2 separate regions of the Mus musculus genome follow, and region 2 is linked to region 1. Evidence: chromatin contacts called from public HiChIP or PLAC-seq data. All regions are on one chromosome and are shown on one strand. Each heading gives the region's core, a stretch centred on a gene start, on an enhancer-like site or on the middle of the called end of the contact. The rest is flanking DNA. Distances are from core to core; before and after follow the strand shown.

Region 1 (6,591 bases), core at 41-2,540:
ACACTGGTTAATTGCACGTCTTTATTTGAGAATACTGTGATGTGTTTTTATATTTGAGTATTAGGTATAATTAGGGACAACATCAGAGGTAGAAATTTGGGACTTCAAGGTTCCAAATGCTTTATAAATCAATTATATTCTAAATGCTAGTATCCTTGTCCTATGTAGCTTTAACTGTCTACTTGACACAGCCTAGAACAGTGGTTCTCAACCTGTGAATCATGACCCTTTTGGGGTCAAATGACCCTTTCATAGGGGTAGCTTATCAGATATCCTGCGTATCAGATTATTTATATTATAATTCATAACAGTAGCAAGATTAGAGTTATTAAGTAGCAACAAAAATAATTTTATGGTTGGGGTCACCACAGCATGAGGAACTGTATTAAAGGGTCACAGCATTAGGAAGTTGAGAAACACTGGTCTAGAGTCATCTGAGAGGAGAGACACCTCAAGTGAAGGTTGTCTAGATTGAACTGGTGCGTGGGCATGTCAGTGGGGGAGTCTCTGGTTTGTTGAAGCAGGGGACCTAGCCCATGGTGGGTGACACTATCTCAGGACGACCTGACTAGAGATAGTGCTGACCATGAGTCAGTAAGCAAGCCAGCAAGCAAGCAAGCCAGCAAGCAGCCCTGCTCCATTGTTTCTGCTTCAGACTTATGCTTGGGTTCCTGCCCTGACTTCCTTCAATGATGGACTGTGACCTGAATCTAACCTAAATAAACACTTTCCTCTCATAAGTCAGTGTTTTAGCAACAGAGAGGAAACTAGCCACCCCTCACGTATGAAGAGGGGATGATGGAACCACTGGGATATTGTATGAGAATGGACTGGATCAATTACGTAGGACTACGCGGTAGGTGCTCTAGTGTGGCTACCTAATAGTATGACAGTTTCTTCTCCAGCAATCTCCTGACAAATCAAATTCCTCAAATACGGACACAGAAATAAATTTTCTATATAAAATGAACACATAGCCAACAAATACCTAGGAATGTCAGAAACACTCATTTTTCAATAATATTACTAAAAAATACTTGGAGAAGATTAAATAGCTTCATGTTTTTTGGACGCTGACACTTTAAAAGTGGCCATCTTGCTTTAATAAGGTCTTGTGCCTTGGAGGCATCTAGGAAAGTTTGCTAACTGTCCCAAAAGACTCTTAAGATCACAGAAAGTCCCTTTGCACTCATTGCTGTGGGTTTGCTAACCAGCCTCTCCCCCACTGCACTGCATTCTGCTTGCATACAGCCCTGTTCACGATTAACCTCAGTTCCCCCAGCAACGTGTGGTCAACCACATCCTCGCCCTTACCCACTCCGTCTTCCCCCTACAGCAGCCAAGCACAGGCCAGGGCAGGATGCAGTGCAAATGAATGAAAGTACAAAACAGTTCTCTAGCCCACAGCAAGCCTCACCTAAATCCCAGGTCCTTCCCGTCAGCGCGCTCATGGCTCACAGACTATCTTCCCCTAGAGTGGCTATTACTTCATAGACCAGAGACTCCGAGAGGCCAGAGCCTGGGCTTGTCCATGGTGTCCTCAGTATAAACAACCCGGCCTGGATTGCACAGATATTCAGTACGCATCGGCAGATGAGCCAGCAGCTGAATAACAGGGAGTGGAAATGAACGCCCTTGGCTGTCTTCCCAGCAGATGAGGCAGGGCCGAGACACCTTCCCTTGAGGAAGCAGTGTTGCTGACGTGAGGCCTTCACCCAGTTGACCCTTTCAGTATTAGATGCCAGGGAATATGAAGAGGCCTCTTCACTAGTGAAGCCACTACACTCAGGAAAACAAGGCAGTGACAGATTTTTTTTATTTCCTATAAAACGTGAAGATGAGCAGCTCAGATTCTTAAACTACAACAGATTTAGACCACTGTGGGCACTGTGAGAAAGAATGGCTTGAAAAGATTCATCAACAGAGACTCAGTGGATGATGGACTCTTCATGAAGCTAGGTAACTACAGAAACACTTCCCTGAACTATTGTATGCTTAACAGCGGAGGAAACTAGCAGGGATGCAGTCAGGGGCAGAACACCTGCCTAGCATGCACACAGCCCACAGAGCAAACTCTAGCAGTGCAAAACAAACACAAAACACCGCAAGGGTTAAAATGGTAAAATCTGTGTTACACAGATTTTTAAAAAGATTTATTTTTATTTATATAAGTACACTGTAGCTGTCTTCAGATACACCAGAAGAGGGCATCAGAACCCCTTACTGATGGTTTTGAGCCACCACGTGGTTGCTGGGAATTGAACTCAGGGCCTTGGAAGAGCAGTCAGTGCTCTTAACCCCTGAGCCATCTCTCCAGCCCATGTTACACATGTTTTATGAATATAATTGTTACTGGTGGAGTCATATCCTATACCATGCATGCATGTTGCATTATTGCTTACTTACTGGATTTACCTAAATGCTATCTGAATATTTACATTTGTTTATATTAAACTGAATATTATAAATTTGCTAAAATAAGCATTTTAATAGCTATCCATATTTTTTCATTTTTTTCATCTTTTACAATGTACGTGAGTACCTTCATGCAGGTGCCTGTGGGGGCCACAAGGGGGTGCCAGATTCCTGAAGATGAAGTTACAGGTGTCATAGGCCTCTTACTGCGAGTGCTGAGATTCCAGCTCTAGTCCTCTTCGAGAGCAGCAGGCTTAGCTGCTGTGTAGACATCTCTCTGGCCTTTCTTTACTATTATTATTATTTTTTTTTAACAACAGGGCTCATGCTGGCCTCCAGCTCTGGCTAAGTAACTCCCCTGCTGTAGCCTCCTGGGTAGCTATGTAATGCCACCCCTTGCTCCACATTTTTATTGTTTCATAGACAAGAATGGCAAATGTAGAACTGGGCCAGAGGCTAAATGGTTTTAGAAACCTGATACCTGTTACCAAAATGCTTGTTTTGGTAATATTTTTGAGACATATACAAAAGCCTTGCAAAACTGAACTCAGAGTTAGAAGCTGCTGGGTCTGCCTTTGCCAAAGCGTGACAGGTAACTTCCTCACAGTAAGTTGGGCAGGCTAATAATTAGCTTACAGAGGGCCTGAGCCAGTACTCAGACCACAGTGCTTCTTAAATTAAAAAAAAAAAAATTCATCAAAGTCAGTACATTACACTCCAGGCTGAATTGAGGAGAACTTGTGAACTCCCCTTCTAGGGGCCCCTCTCTTCCTGTTTAAATTTATTAAATGTATGTGTGGGTGTTTTGTCTGCATATACACCATGTGCATGCCTGATGCCTATAAAGCCCAGAAGAGGGCATTGGATCTCTTGGAAGTAGAGTTACAGATGGCTGGGGATTGAACCTGGGTCCTCTGGAAGAGCAGTCAGCGCTCTTAACTGCTGAGCCATCTCCAGTGGTTAAGACCCGATCCACCTCCACTCCTTTAGGTGCCATTAACTCCACTGCCCTGCAAGCTTCTCTCCGACTGCACTAAAGAGGCTCCCTTACTGCTTGCAAGCAGCCCATGGGCTGTATCAGGGCTTCACGGCACTTCCGCCCACATAATCTTGATGAATTATCCGCAACTGTTTGTCTGATGGGATTCCAGGTTGGTCTGAAGGGGAGTAAAGGTAAGGATTACACTTCTTTTACTGACCTCAGAGAGCAAGCTGATGCTGGTCAGCTCAGGGGCAATCTACACACAGAGTCAGACCTCACAGAAAGATGGGTGCAAGTGCCCATTTAGCTAAAGCTAAAGTTCTCAATGTAACAGTTTGAAGACACACATTCACATAGGAATTTCTTGGCTTGCTCAGTTGCTTTTATTGTAGTCAACACTATTCCTTTGGATTCTCCTTAACAGTGAGTAAATAGGACTGAACCTGTGACCAGAAGGCTTTGATGGATTAAATTCAAACCCTCCTGTTTCTCATTTGTCCATGTTCATCAGAGCACTTCTTGGATTGGGCGTGGTGGTTCACACCAGTAATTCCAGCACACTTGGGAGGCAGAGGCAAGAGCATTGCTATGAGTTTGAGACTAGCCTGAGCTGTACAGTAAGACCTTACCTTACAAAGCTAAATTACACAAATAAAGAAGATGTTGCTGATGGTCAAACTTACAGTGGTCAAAATAGGATTTACCGATTTGTTCAGCTCAAATTTAGAGGTTTTTAGTAGAAGTGTGTATCAAGAAACTACTTTAAAAAAGAATCCTGATATTTGACTTTTAGCTCCAGGAAAAACAAAACAAAACCAGCAGAGGGGGCTAAGAACACAAAATTCCTTCCCCAGATCTCCACTGATATTGCTGTAGAGGTGGGCTGATCGTGCCCCAGTCCACATTCCCAGTTGACTTTCTACCCCAGTAGAGAACACACGGAGCCAATGGCCAGCGCTCCTCATCAGTCAGAACAACAGATCCAAGGCCAGGGCTCCCCATGAAGGAGAACAATGGGAACAATGCTCAGGGCTGCCCTGAAAGAAAAGAAAACCATGGAGCAAATGGCCATGGCTCCGCACGAAGAAGAATGTTGGGGTGAATGACAATGGCCCCATCTACAGACACCGAGGACCTCCTGAGACACGGATGGAAGAGACACCTCCTTACCCTAATGGATCTTACTTTGGTCTCTGTTTGATCGTTATTTAAAAGCCTCTTCTAGGATTGGTATCTGGCCAAATCTGGGACTGCACAGGCACAGAAGAGGAGGCCCCTACACAGGAAGAGCTTAACCCTGTAAACTGAGCCTTCAAGGTAGCTGTGCTGTGCCAACTGGTGCAGCTCCCTTCTGTACGAAGCACCTTGACTGCTACATTTGCTCTCACGTGAGATAACAACCTTCCTGAGCCATGCTATCTGCCTCAAAGATACTTCATGATAAAAATGAGATGAGACTGCTTCAAACTACGAGAAAGGTGAAGACCCAATACCCAAGTAGCACATAAGAGCAAGCATGCATAAAACACAACTCTCGGCCATATCTAGCCAAAACCATGGTGGTTAGAAACAGCTGCTCACCCCGTGGACTCAGCAATAAGAACTCAGGGGACCCAAGTGGCTTCTACAGAGGCCAATTCTGCCTAAATCAAATCTGGCTAGTTACCAGGCATATCCTTCCTGCAACCCCCTGCTCCAGGCCTCACCGACACTAGGCAAATACCCTACCCACTGAGGTACACTCATAGTCCCCACTGCGATGATTTTTCAACATCCTACATTTTATCTGCAATCTATCTATTCCCCTCCCCTACAGGAAAAGCCCATTTTAAGACATGGTTTCTGGAGCTGGGGAGATGGAGCAGCTAAGAGTGTAAGCTGCTTTTAAAGACCAGGATGTTGCAACTCCCGCTCCTGGGGATTGGATGACTGTTTCTTGGCTTCAAACTCATTGTTTTTTCAAGGACAGCTAAGTAAGTCCAGGATAAGCCTTAGGATCTAAAGTGACTATGGCTTTCTTACTGGCTACCTTGCCACAACTGGGTCCAGTCTTCCTTCAGACAGACAGGTGTGTCCTCAGAGGGGTGAGCAGCAGTGCCAGCACTCAGCAAAGGCTCTTTGATCTCTGTGCCCTGGTTGTGCCAGTGTTCTTCTGGGCACCCTCTTGCTCCTTCCCTAAGAATCCAGCTCTCACTCATTCCCAAGGATTTCCGGTCAAGCACCAGCTCCCCCGGATGGAGCCCTGGTGCTCCTTCCCATCCTCTGTCAGCAGCAGCATTGCAGCTCAGCCTGTCTCTCTCCCTCCGGACTGCGAGAGATTTGAGGACAACGATGCTTCTCTTTCTGACCAAGAGCATTCATTGAGATCAACTCCACAGAGCAAAGGGTCAGGAGAAGGGGAACTGAGGCAGACTTAGGGATTCTGAGAACAGCCAGAGGCAGAAGGCAAGCATGGAGGCAGAGTGTGCTATCCAACGACATGAATGAAGGCAGCAACGGCAGAGACAAGCGGCCACCATGGAAGATGCTGTCAAACTTTAAGCACGACAAAGTTTTAAACACATCCCAGCAGACCGTGGGTCACCTCAGGGAAAGCACCTCAAATGAGGTAACAGATACAAACCAGAGGTAAAGGGCTGGAAGGCAAATGGGAGCTGACACCTCTGGAGGAGCCGGGGGCATGGCATTCCTGTAAGAACTGCTGCTGCCGTGGGTGTGCAACAGTCCTTTTGCAATGGAAAGTGCTAGATGATCCCACTTACTTGGTCACACTCACAGAAAGAACCAAGGCTCCTGGAGGAGGGACTAACATCAAAGGGTAGAGGGCTGCAGCCTCACAAGGTGAAGCGTTTTGGGACGGATGCTGGTGATGGTGACACAATAATAGCAATGTACTTCACACCACCAAACTATTTAAAAATGGTTAAAATAGAACATTTTATGTTTTACAAATCATATAATTTAAGAATATATTATAAGAGTTATGGGAATTGCTACAGGAGGCTACAGAGAGGACAGAGAGGGCTTGAAAAATAAGTGTAATAATAAATGGAGAGATGCTAGTGCCCAAAGGAAGTCTATGTTGATGTGAGGATCCTGAGAATTAGCCTGGGCCCACAGGAAGGCTGGCTCCCATAAAGAAGTAAGAAGAGACAAAAGAAAGGTTTGTTTCGGTATGTAGCAGAGTACAGAAC
Region 2 (7,083 bases), core at 2,435-4,934, 57 kb before region 1:
ATGCCCTGGTTGGCTCTTGATGGTAAGGATTCATCGTATCTTTTAGCTATTTTTATTAATAAATTGCATGTGTCTGTCTTGATTTTTTAAACTGTCATAGTTATAAAGGGAGGAGCACACACTCTCTAATCACAGTGGTACGCATTTATACATCTCATTTTGGCATATTTATGATGTATCTGATTTGTCCATAATTGTTATACCTGTGCAAACATTATTACCATGCAAAACCATGTGTGTTATTATATATTCTAGCCTAAAAGATGTTCTGTCATGTTTTAAAATTACACAGATCAACTACTCCTTTATGTTAAGAGATGTAGGGAAATTTTAAAGTTATTTTCTTCCAGAATTATTCTTTAAGATTTTTTTTTATCTTTTGAGATAGATGTTAAAGATAAATGTAATTGTTTTAGATTTTAAGAATTTAGATCATGCCATTTGAAGTTGTGTTTGGGAGAGGGAGTAAGGACCCTAGTCTAACTCTCAGGAGCACTGTCAGTCAGGTCACATGATTGATAAACTTCTACCCATTACTAATTTCTGGTAGATTTTTAAAAGGCTTGCAGTGACCAGGAAGTACGGACGCAGGATATTTATTTGCAGGCAAGGGAGAAGGTGAGTGTAGTAAGCAGAACTCTGCAGAGCTCGTCCATGTTTTCTGGAGTTTGAAGGGCTTATCATGTTCTTCCCTCTAAGGAGACTTTCCTTTGGGAACGGGTGTTGGGTAGGGTTCAAACACCCACCACTTCCTACAACACTTCTTCACGTCGTTACATACGCCAATAGTATCGTCTGAGGATGTGCACGCTAGGTCTTTGCATATTCCTTTCAACGAAATGCACTGCTTTTCCCCTGGGACAAGGCCAGCCTTTCCTGCACAGAAAGGAATTAGACAACACTGTTAATTCACTTTCAAAGTACTGTAAATGTGCCCAAAGCCACAATCCTAGAAAATGGCTCTGGAATGGGAGACATAATACTGACTACACAGAGAGCCCAAATGCTTACACAGAAATAGTGTACCCTCTTTTTTGGCAATGGGGGGGGTGCGTTAAGCGTTTGGGATTAGATACACCTTGGAGTGAGCGTGCTAACTTGTGAGGTTTCAGAGATGTGGTCCTCCTCCTAGCAGCACACTTTGAATGCATGGAGTATTACTGTTACCATGATGGAGAAGGCGTCTTTGGAACTTCAGCGGACAAGCATCAATACATCTACCCAGGAGCAGTTTGAACAGCAGGACTCATCCCGTGCTCACAGCATCCTCATCAGATGCAGATGCTCTCATCTCCAACTTTATAGAAAATCAGTCCTTTCTTCTGCTTCCACCCCCCCCCCCTTCAGAACTGTGTAAGAAACATGCTTATTGAGTTACTCCACGTCTTTTGTGTCTACATGCTTGGAGAGACTTCTCAGAGCTGCAAGTTTTCCTCAAGTATGTCCACATGTTTTCTTAGTTCTTTTGGCTGTTAAGGAGAGCATAGCTAAGGCCACATGTCAGTGCCTTTCTAGCACCAAGAAGGTTCATGACTTCCACAGGTGATGACAGGCTTCTGCAATGGTCCTCAGTAAAAGTAGACTCGGTGGTTTTAAAACAAAGCTCATGATGTTAGGAGAGGGAAAAAAAGGTGGGGGGGATAGAAGATTGGAAAGAGGGATTAGGGGGTGGGTTTGATCAAAAGATATTATATGTGTGCATTAAATTCTTAAACAATAAAAAATAAAAGTAAGATTCTTTGATCTTTTCCTGTCTTGGGCTCACAAAAGACCTGGTCATGTCACATGCTCCCCTCCACTGAGGACCTGCGGGACTTTGATTTACTCCATCCTCACAGTGTAACCCGTTTGAGAGGAGCAAAGGAAGGCTTGCTTGCTCTGGAGGGGCCAGGGATCCTGACTTGCAATGCAGGTCTCTCTCTGAGTTCCCTGTGACCTCTGCAGGAGGCTAGCTCTCTCCTTGTCCTAAACAGCCTCTCCTTACTCTTTTTATTATGATAAGAAGCCTTACCATAAGGCCCAACCTCTTCACCTTTTTAAGAGCTAAAGACATGAGGTTTTAGAATTCACCTATAAAACGTATTCATTAAATGGTTTAACTGGATTTTTATATCAAACTCTCCAGTCCTTCTTCTCCCACCCTCACCTCCCGGGCCTGATAACCACCATTTGTACTACCTATTCTTTTATTTTAGATCCTTGTATAAGTGGAATAACATACCTATTTCATTTCACATCCTTAGTAGCATCCCTGGTTCTTCAATGCTGTCATACATGGCAAAACAAAAACAAAAACAAAAAACAAAACAAAAACCAAAAACCAAAAACCAAAAAACAACCCCCCCAAAACAACAACAACAACCAAACACACACACACACACACACACACACACACACACACACACACACACACACACACAAACCCTCCGTAGTTTCCTCAGAGAAACTACTTAAGAGGTCTAGAGGGGAAAGTCTGAGGTCTAGAGGGGAAAGTCTGGTAGAAACCAGTTAGCATTTTTATGTCTGTGTGGACTGGTGAAAATAACAAGGACCCAGAGGAAGGGAAATGTGGTTTAGTGCTGCAACCACATGGGTGATCTTAGTACAACCATAGTCTTCATGTAAGTATGAGTTCTGTTATCCAGAGCGGCCACTAGCGTAACTTCCTATTTTACATCACAGGTCCCTGCAAGTCTGTCCACTGCAGCCAAACTTTCTGACTACAGCTGAGAAGTGAATGGAGGATTGGATCGTCTCCTTTGTGAGAGCACAGCTATGTGCCAGGTAGATAATGAGGATGCTCATAAACTAGACTCAAGTTCACTAGTGGGAGCCTTTGGCTGTGCTCAAAAGAATCTCAGAGATGAACCAAGAAGGGCTCTCTCAGTGAGGACAGACAGTAGTTTGAGAGATGTGGGCATCCTGCAGGTGGTGAGCCGGGCTTTCACTACTGTCCAGTCCTCTGCTCCTGAAGTATACCCAGCAAGCCCCCTTTCTTCTAAAAAGTAGTGGGGAAAAGATTTGTATAAGGTTCTCACCAGGTTCTGCATGGAACAGTCAGAGAGGGCTGGTGTGGTTTGCCCTTGATTCTAGATTCTAACATTCAGATGCATGAACTGTGGGTCTCAGGGACGCGGCCTTCACTGAAGCTTCCCGTTGTCTTTACTTTCCCCATAATCCCCCTGCTCCCCTGTTTTTCATTTGTTTCTAGTACTTACATACACTTCTCACCAATCAACTCTGTATACCTCCATCCCCTCAGCGATATAAACTAATCTTTACTCTCTTTGGAGAGTGAGATGCTGACGGTAGCCCATTTCTTTTAAAGTATACCAACTTAAGCCTTACATCAAGTAGCTTTTCTCTCTATTTCTATTAATTGGGCTTCTCCTCTCCGTGGTGGGGTTCTTTGTCCCCATTTTATGTTGATGGGGGTCCTTGATTCCTTTCTCAATTGGGATGCCATCAGTTCTGAAGGTGTTGGACTTTGGGACACTCAAGTCTATGTCCTGACATCTGAGTTATTGGGGGAGAAAGCACACGTGTGCACCCCAGTAGACCTCCTAAGAAGTCCTGCTCCTGAAGTCATTTCCCACCTTACCTCTCAGCATCATCATCACAAAGAGGAAGAGGACAGGCAGGAAGGAACGGGATCGCATGGTCGAGTGGCCAGCAGTGTGGAAGGTGGTCGGTGCTGGTGAGGCTCGGGGGTTTTTATTCACTTCTGGGGGCCCGTGGTTCCTCCTGACCAGTGAAGCTTAACCTGCAAAGAAGGAAAACTGCTTTTGTGGGAGTATTTCCAAACCTTAGGGTTTCTAAATTTGGTGACAAATTAACCTAATAATAGAGAACCAGATGGTTAATGGTGTCCTTCTCCTTCCTGTGTGTTCTCAGTTTCACCAGTGGTACTACCGTTCACCGTCAGCCAGTTCTTTTTTTTGGAAAACACAGTTCATGATTAAATTTTTTACATGCCATATAACAATTACACCTGTTTGCTGAGAGCAGTGTTGTAATCAGCTCCATGTACACGGCATGTAATGGTCAAATTAGGATAATTGGCAACCTTCCTCCCTCAAACATGGCCAAGCACTTCCCCGCTAGTGTTTTGAACTGTATGATTAGACGTTACACATCTTGTTCTAATAACCCACTGAGTTCCCTTTGTGCTGCCTTGTATGCTCGTGGCGTGAGATTGTCCACTAGAGCATGGTCCACCTACCAGGGCCATGTATTTGGAAAAAAACAACAACAACAACAACAACTCTTCCTCTCCCAGAAGTTGTCCATAGCTTCTCAGATGTGGGGAGCTTGCGAGCCCTTTGTGCTGAAATATTAACTGGCTTGATCTGGTGCAGGTCTTATGCAGGCTGATCACAGATGTTGTGAGTTCATCAGGACAGTTACTGTCATATCCAGAAGAGATTGTTTTGCTCTGCTGTCTCCTGACTTCTGTCTCTTAGAATCTTACCTTCTTTTCTTCAATGCTTCCTGAGCGTGGTGAATGTGTGTGTGTGTGATACAGATGTCTTAATTGTGACTGACATTTCATAGTCAGTTATTCTCCACACTTTGACCAGTTGTGAGTTTAGGTCTGAAAGCTGCTCTAATCTATGGGTAGAGAGATGCATATTTAGAGGACGATATGATCGATACTTCGGTAGTTTCATCGAATGATTGCAGTAGGTTTACTACTGGAACCCATGAGCTCCCCAACTCTGGGTCTCTGGCCAGATTTACAGCACTGCTTGTGTTCTCTTCTTAGGAGTGGGCTTTAAATCAGAGCAGAAAACTATGGATAGCCCTCTAATGTTTTTAACACTATTGTGCCTATGGACCTGTCTTGCAACAACAACAAAAGATACACAAAGTTGGGAGTAGGTAGGAAGGGGAGGGGCAGAGAGGAGAGGAGGGTCTGGGAGTAGTTAGAGGGAAGAATAGTGGTGAATATGACTAAAACACATTGTATTTTAATATGTGTATGACATTCTCAAATATCAAGAAATATATATTAGAAGTAGTGCCTGCTGACCTTTCTCTCCTGCGCTTCTTCCTCTCACTGGTACTGTCTGTGTCTTGGCACCTTTCTCCACGTTCTCACGTCACCCATCCCTGCTCCAGCTGATGGCTAGTCCACTCTCCTCTCATTGTCAGCTTCTTTAAGCTTCCCTAACGAGTGAGGGCACGCTGCATCTGCATTTCTCTGCCTGGTTGATCTCACTTCATATGTTTCCTGATTCTACCCACGGTGTCACAGATGAAAACAATGTCCAGACACCTTTCAAGGGCTGCATGAGAGGGGAGCTCACTGGGATAAGTTGCCAGGTTAGGGGAGTGTGTACATCAAGGAGAGGAGCACACAGAGTGGGAGGATGTGTTTGTCTCCTGTGCTTGGCTTCACAGAACACTGTAACTAACCTCCTGCCCTACCCACATTCCTGACAGCGGGAGAATCTCATCCATTTTAAATGACTGGATGCTATTGTATTATATTCGTGATCAGGATATCACATTCTCTCCATCCCTCCAAAGATAGGTAAGTAGGTGTGCTCTGTTTCTTTCCTAATGTGAATCGTGTTCCAATGAACACATGGAGTGTAGACGGATCTTGAAAATACCATTGCATTTCCTTCTAGTTGTGCGACTGCTGGATCCCGTGGTTCTGTTGGTAACTCTGAGCAGCCTCACTCTGCTCCCTTCCCTGGCTGCACTGATCTCTATCCCCACTGGCTTTGTGTGAGTTCCTCCCCATCTCCACAGTGTCACTGGCTTTTGTGGGGTTTATATATATATACTTTTTGATAATAGCCACCCCAACTGTGGTGACAGGATGCCTTAATATGGACATAACTTGCATTTTCTGGGCACTTAGAATTTTTTCCATATACTTCTCGACTATTTGTATGCTTTCTTTTGAGAAAGGTCTATTCAAATAATTTTATTTTTTTAAGAAAAATTAGATTTTTCTCATTGTATACTGAGTTCCCAATATATTCTGAATATCAATTCCGCATCAGATAAATGGTGTGCAAACATTTTCTCGCAGTCAGTAGTTTGTCCCTTTGTTCTGCTGATTGCTTCCTCCCACGAGAAGGATTCTTGATAGTTTGCTGTTAGTCCATCTGTATATTTTCACTGCCTTGCCCTGGCTTCTGGAGTGTGATCAAAACAAAACAACAAACAAACAAACAAACAAACACATTGTCTATCCAGCTTGTTAAATTCTCTTCCGTTCTCTCTCAGGAGTTTACTGTTTCTGAGCTAGCACTTAGGTTGCTGTCCATGCTCAGTAGGAGATGGAGGTCATCCCATCATTGTGTGTGTGTGTGTGTGTGTGTGTGTGTATGTGTGTGTGTGTGTGTGTGTGTGTGTGTGTATGTGTGTATGTGTGTGTGTGTGTGTGTGTGTGTGTGTGTGTGTGTGTGTGATTGCTCCTCTGCTCCATGCTGCAAAAAGTTATCTTTGCTCCACTGCATTAAATTGATTTAACTTTCTGTGGTTCATACAGAAAATTACTTCATAGATGAGAAGAACACTCACACAATAGCCTCTTTTTTATTTAGAATGTAGACTGGGAAATAATTTGAAGTGTAGTGTTTAAAAGAAAAGGTCCTTTGAAGTGTTGAAGTGCTAGGTAGAAGCTAATTGAAATCTAAATTGATTGATTCTTGGGCTTTGTGGCTCTTCATTGGCCAACTACTGTAAATGCAGGTTACCTTTTGATTATTAGGCTGTCCCATGGAAGCAAGAAGGTTCGTCATAGCATGTAAGGCTGAGGGAGATGGCCACCGTGCTGAATCTCCGAGTGTCTCTCCATCTCAATGTCTCATGCTTCCTACCATGGCTGCGTCATAACGGCTGTGCAGGGATCTTGGAACACTCAGAGCCAGGCTTGGGTCTGGGCATACTGAGAGAATTCAGGAGCGAGCTGAGGAACAATCGCTTGAGCTGTAGTTAGTTCCAGTCTATGGCACAAGGGTGTGGATAGTCGCTGTCCCCCTCAGCTCACATACCTTGTTTATGTTTAGGTGTGCAGCTGAATATATTAAATCCTTAGATTGGCAGAACTTCATTTGTAACATG

What was found. HiChIP or PLAC-seq counts read pairs in DNA pulled down with a chosen protein or histone mark.
Region 2: a contact with region 1 is called in a CTCF HiChIP or PLAC-seq map of CD8 T cells, with 6 read pairs. The contact joins the promoter of Defb47 here to the enhancer-like site in region 1. A contact is called at or near these places in 4 of 39 promoter capture datasets (3T3-L1-derived adipocytes, cranial neural crest, liver and 1 more), 1 of 15 datasets of contacts at CTCF or cohesin (CD8 T cells) and 1 of 115 datasets of contacts at active chromatin or transcription factors (embryonic fibroblasts).

What each region holds. Positions count from the first base shown.
Region 1 is chr14:62,935,605-62,942,195 of GRCm38.p6, reverse strand. All of the region lies in intron 6 of Wdfy2 (WD repeat and FYVE domain containing 2), which reads right to left. Among named protein-coding and RNA genes, the nearest start is that of Defb48, 46 kb to the left of the region's middle. Within about 2 kb of position 1,290, at least 152 of the 459 cell types and tissues checked have an H3K27ac peak or open chromatin away from gene starts, as enhancers often do. A contact at or near this core is called in 3T3-L1-derived adipocytes and CD8 T cells, where this site is marked.
Region 2 is chr14:62,994,678-63,001,760 of GRCm38.p6, reverse strand. It overlaps Defb47 (defensin beta 47), which reads right to left and starts at 3,684. Exons shown (of 2, transcript NM_001039125.2): 1 at 3,602-3,684; 2 at 601-876. The coding sequence starts at 3,659. The coding sequence ends at 695.